Linked DNA regions of Drosophila melanogaster: region 1 is linked to region 2. A link is a contact called in public HiChIP or PLAC-seq data. All regions are on one chromosome and are shown on one strand. The core of a region is the stretch at or near the end of the contact, and the rest is flanking DNA. Distances in the headings are between cores, read along the strand shown.

Region 1 (2,774 bases), core at 221-2,720, 38 kb after region 2:
AAGAAAAGCGCCTCGTTCGTAATTGGGACACACACACACACACACACACACTTTAAGTATACAGATGCCGTGGGTGGGCATAATGGTTATAGGGTATTCGCAAATGCCGTGCCAGATCTGGAAATCAGATTGTGACTATAAGTTCTGACTTCAGATTTGACGATTGGTAATCAAGCCGAATAACATTGTAGGCAAACAAATAAAACCAGTTTAGCTTAAAACAAATAACAAACGGAAGGATAGTGAGATTAATTCCAAATTAACTGCTCTGCTATAGCTATATTTGCTATATTTGGCTTAAAACAAACATGAGTTAAATAAAAGCCTTGTAAGACCCATACAGAGGAGTTGAAAATCGTAACTAATTTTATATTCTTGATATTTTAACTAAGCAAGGAAGAGATCAATTTAGAAAATACCAACGAATTATATTGTTTTAGGAAATGTGCTCATACAAGATTGATGGCAATTGGAATGGGGTTGGATTTCAGAACTTAGACCTTCCTCAAAATCGGTGGCGCATTAGACGAGTTCAAAAACGATGACGCCACCGGTGACGCAATAGTTTACACACAATGTGAATGATGCTCATCGAAATTCACAAAAGTGGTAGAGGCACATACATACACATACATATATACATATGTATATCCCAGTGGCATGGAAGGGGTGCGGCCCAAATTCCGAAGCGTAATACCGAAACCAAAAACCGAAAACCAAAAAAAAAAATAATAATAAGAAAACAAAACAAAGCAAAAACCAAAATAACAAGAACCCATGTGCGACATTTTATCGGAATTAAACAAAATACATTCCGAATATTGATTAGATGGCGGATTTCCGCCGAAAAGCGGTATGATATCATGCCTATGATGTACGATAGTTTAATTCGCATGCCAAGCAACTTGGCCCAAGCAACAGGTTGTTGTTTTGGGCCCTTTAAGATTCCTCTTTGGAACCGGAAGAGATGAACAAAGACGCCGCTTTTGTCAATTTCCCAAATGACAACAACTAATCAATATACATATGTACCAAAAGGCAAGCTATCAAATGTTCTGCTGATAAGAATATTTCCCCACTGCAAACGCGACTCACATTCGGTTTCGCATTTTCAACTCTGGAAATGATATCATCGCCGTCAATAATAATGCAGTTTAATGCTTGTAGGAGAAAAAAAATTAACAACATATTAATGCACAGCCAAGTACCGAGAATTCCAATTCCTTTTGCTTTTCGAAATGTACAAAAAAAATATATAAAAAAAAAAAAAAAACAATAAAACACACATATAGTCCCAGCGGTAGAAATGGGTGGTATGTACCTCTTTCTCTCTCTGTATATCTAAAGTTTTCGGTATGGATCTTACTCTTACTTTTCTCAAAATTCGGCGTAGGACTCAGCCAACTGGTTTTCCTCGCACTTTTCTTTCGACTTTTGCGTCTTTTCGCGCGCACGTTGCAAACGAAACTGAAACCGAAACTGAAAAATAAAAGCGTTTGGCCCGCTGCCTCTGCCACAGTTTTCAGCGTCGCAGTCGACGCAGCCGAGACGAAAACAAAACAAGACCCAGCAGAAGCCTTCCAGGCCGATTTACTGCGACTCGACTTGGGGGATACCCTGCATCACTTAGAACACTTCACAAGCGAATTAGGTTGGTAGTACAAAACATGCATTGCAATTTTTTAAATATGTCGCTTTTTGGGCCAAAAAATGCGAAATAATGGTCCAAATATGGATTGTTATACCTCGTTGAGTTCGTATTCAAAATTCTACTCAAACTGTGTTTAAAATTTGGAATATTAATTTTATGCCATTTTTCGCAAATTTTGATGATGTTACCCCTTACCAAAAATGCGAAAATCGACCCAAAAATTAATTTTTCAAAATCCATCAAAAAGTGATAGAGATAGTTAGTAGTGGTAATTAGCTGCACAAAACAGTCATTCCTGCACTTTTATGACCATTTTTAGACAAGTTATGATAAAAACACGCTTTATTTAAATCGTATTTTTGGCCGAAAGTCGTTTTCCAGATTTAAAGGAAGAAAATATTTAGTTTTTTGGCCACAACATTGGAAATAATGATCCAAATATGGATTGTCATACCTCGTTGAGTTCGTATTCAAAATTCTAATCAAACTGTGTTTAAAATTTGGATTTTTAATTTTTTGCCATTTTTCGCAAATTTTGATGATGTTACCCCTTACCGAAAATGCGAAAATCGACCCAAAAATTAATTTTTCAAAATCCGTCAAAAAGTGATAGGGATAGTTAGTAGTGGTTTTTAGCTGCACAAAACAGTCATTCTTGTACTTATATGACCATTTTTAGATAAGTTATAAGAAAACACCCTTTGTACATATCGTATTTTTGGCCAAAAGACGTTTTCCAGATTTAAAGGAAGAAAATATTTAGTTTTTTGGCCACAACATTGGAAATAATGATCCAAATATGGATTGTCATACCTCGTTGAGTTCGTATTCAAAATTCTAATCAAACTGTGTTTAAAATTTGGATTTTTAATTTTTTGCCATTTTTCGCAAATTTTGATGAATACCGAATATGCAAAAATCGACCCAAAAATTAATTTTTCAAAATCCATCAAAAAGTGATAGGGATAGTTAGTAGGGGTTATTAGCTGCACAAAACAGTCATTCCTATGCGTTTATGACCATTTTTAGACAAGTTATGATAAAAACACCCTTTGCATAAATCGTATTTTTGGCCAAAAGACGGTTTTCAGATTTAAAGGAAGAAAATATTTAGTTTTTTGGC
Region 2 (2,833 bases), core at 323-2,822:
CTGAATCTGAAATGCAATGCAAATAAATCCCACTCGAGAAATCAGTTCCCGTTCACTTGACTTTTAACAATCGCGTTTTGAATGCATTACATAGTTATATTTTTCACTGTACTTCGAAAAATTCGATTGACTATGGGTGTATACTTCTACTCCTTCGGCCAACTGAATGCCCAATTATTTGCTTTGGCCCAAAGGCTAAAATACGAGAAAATCCAATGTACTTTTCGCTGAAATTGAATTTTCACACGCGGCCGGGGATAAAAGTCCCTGAATTAAAGGAGGATGGTGGGGGGGGGGGTTAGTGCCTTGCATTGATAGCCACAATTTGTCTGGGGACAACTTTGACCCAATTATGAAATGGAAAAGCGCCGCCGAGCTGAGGAAAACCCAGCAGCATACTAAATGGGGACAACGAGGCGTATGATTTATGTGTTAGCGAGCGAATGAATCAATGGTTAAACGAATGAATCAATTCCATGAAGAGGCAACAACAGACCAGTTTGTTTGGCATTCAAAAATCGTTGAATAAAGAAATTAACTTAAATAATTTATGCATAATAAATATACAGCAAATTAAGCAATAATGTTTCGTACTTCAATAATACAAGAAATAATTGAAAGAAGTTCTTTATTAATCTAATCATTTAATCAAAAAACAACTTAACTGTTGTAGACAATAGATAATTATACACAAAAAAAAATGGTAGAATATGCATATTATAATGCATTAGGAATTAATTCTATAATTCAAAGTGCCCATTTAATATTTTAAATTTGAAAAGAATTAATAACAAATTAAGATACAATGAAATATGTTAAGCAAGAAGAGAAAGGGAAAGACCCAAGTGAATCATTTATCTAACAACTTGTTTTGTGAATCATCTCACCACAAAACCAAATCAATTGGCAGTTAATTACAGTTACTTGTTCGTTTTGAGGTTCTGGCCGAAAGTCATTCATTAGCCAAGTTAACGAGCAGCTTGCCCAGGAGCCTCTATAATAATAGAACAAATGTTTTATGAAGTTCTATTTCTTTTTTTTTTTCGACGCGTGCAAAAAACCATTTTTCCGCCACTGTTTTATTTTTTGTTTTTGTTTGAGCATTTTTTAAGTGCTCGTTTTATTCTGCTTCTGCTTGTTGTATTTCTTTTCATTTCTATGATTTTATTACGACATTAGCTTTACCGTTTACAGTCGGTTAAGTACTTGGGTACTTTTTTTTTTTCTATTTTCATTTTTCCTCGCTGTATTGGGGGCGATGTTGAGGCGTCTAAACAAGCGAAACGTTTTGCCGGCCTTTGTTAAATTGCCGCCAATAGCAACAATAGCAACAAAAATGCCACAGTAATTCCAGCAAATAGCAACAACAACAACTGGCGAGAGCAATAACAAAAAACAAGCGACTAATGTGCAGCCAATATTTATTGTCTTAACAATATATTTATGCAATAATTGCACCGAAGTGGTGCCATTAATTATCTTTTTGCCACTCTATCTCTCTCTCACTCGCTCTTTCTGCCTGGCCCTGTCCAATGCACCCACACACACACACACACACGCACACACACTTGCGGAAGCTGTTGCTGCGATGACCTTAAGTGGTTTGCATCTCCGCTAGAAAGCCAGCCGATTGCACAACCAGTGCCAACGATCCCATTTCCATATCCATATCCATATCGATATGATCGGATCTGAAGGTTTTCGCCGACTTCGTGCTCCTAAAAAAATCTAATTTAATAAATGCAAATCATTAAGTAAAGCCAAGTACTAAGTATTTGGATCTTTATTTCAGAGTTTTACATATACTGTTCCATTGTAACCCATTTATTTTGCTTTTCTGAATATGAATAAATCTACTGATTAATTGATTAATACTAATTAATCTACTTATACTTCTACTTCTTGCATTATTTTCTTTTAAATACAATCCAAGTTGATTACTCCAAGGTACGCACTGTACTTGTTTTTTTTTTTAAGTTTATTTATGTATCTTTGCAGCCACCGCCCGCTGCGTTTTGGCCGCGTTTCCCGTGCGTTTTCGGTCGCTAATTTCGTTGTCTTTTCTTCTCATATTTTTGTTGCGGGTGGTCGGTCGTCAATTTGGCCAACTGCTTGATGGCTCGCCGGGATGTGTGTGCGTTTGTGTGTGTGTAATGATCCAAACCAAGCCAGTCGACACACGTGGCGGGGGTGTGGCTCCTGCTGTGCTCAAGTTTACAAATACAAACAAAAAAATACTAATAAAACACCAACGAAATGCGGCAGAAATCGTGCAGTTGTCCATATATACACATATATTTCTATGCTCAAATGGTTTTCGTTGCGGGATTTTCCAACTCACTCGCAATTGCCGCCAGATTTCTTTTCATTCTGATAGTTTTTTCTTTTGTGCATGCACATTTTTTTTTCCTATTTATTTAAATTGAAACTAAAAAACTTGATGAAAACAAAAGCAAAAAAAACGAAACTCTTTTGAACTTTTGCCGATGCCATAACGAGCGGACCGCTGTCGTTGCTAAATGCAAATTAAAACGGCAGCAAGAACAACAACAACAAAAAACAACTAGAATAACAACAACCACAACAAATACAGTGCAACAAACAGACACCCACAAGAAGAAGAAAAATGTAATAATAAAAAAAAAATTGATAAAAAGAGAACGCGACAGAGGAAAACTGGGTAGAGATATACAACTATAGCACCCATAGGCCTTCCATCTTATCACTCGACCCCTTTTCCTCACGCCATAAAAAATGGGGGGAACAAGTACAATTTATGGACAAAAATATACCCTAATTTAAAGTAAAACCATATTTGGAAAATATGCCTATT

The links. HiChIP or PLAC-seq counts read pairs in DNA pulled down with a chosen protein or histone mark.
Region 1: a POLR2A S2P HiChIP or PLAC-seq map of the Kc167 cell line shows a contact between it and region 2, with 4 times the contacts expected there. The contact joins the promoter of CG1572 here to the enhancer-like site in region 2. A contact is called at or near these places in 54 of 107 Hi-C or Micro-C datasets (the D17-c3 cell line, the Kc167 cell line, the ML-DmBG3-c2 cell line and 18 more) and 3 of 6 datasets of contacts at active chromatin or transcription factors (the Kc167 cell line and the S2 cell line).

What each region holds. Positions count from the first base shown.
Region 1 is chrX:11,557,167-11,559,940 of dm6, forward strand. It overlaps CG1572, which reads right to left and starts at 1,471. Exons shown (of 4, transcript NM_001298197.1): 1 at 1,322-1,471.
Region 2 is chrX:11,518,864-11,521,696 of dm6, forward strand. All of the region lies in intron 1 of Drak (Death-associated protein kinase related), which reads left to right. Among named protein-coding and RNA genes, the nearest start is that of mir-2492, 27 kb to the right of the region's middle. Within about 2 kb of position 1,573, at least 23 of the 39 cell types and tissues checked have an H3K27ac peak or open chromatin away from gene starts, as enhancers often do. A contact at or near this core is called in the Kc167 cell line, the OSC cell line, the S2 cell line and 10 more, where this site is marked.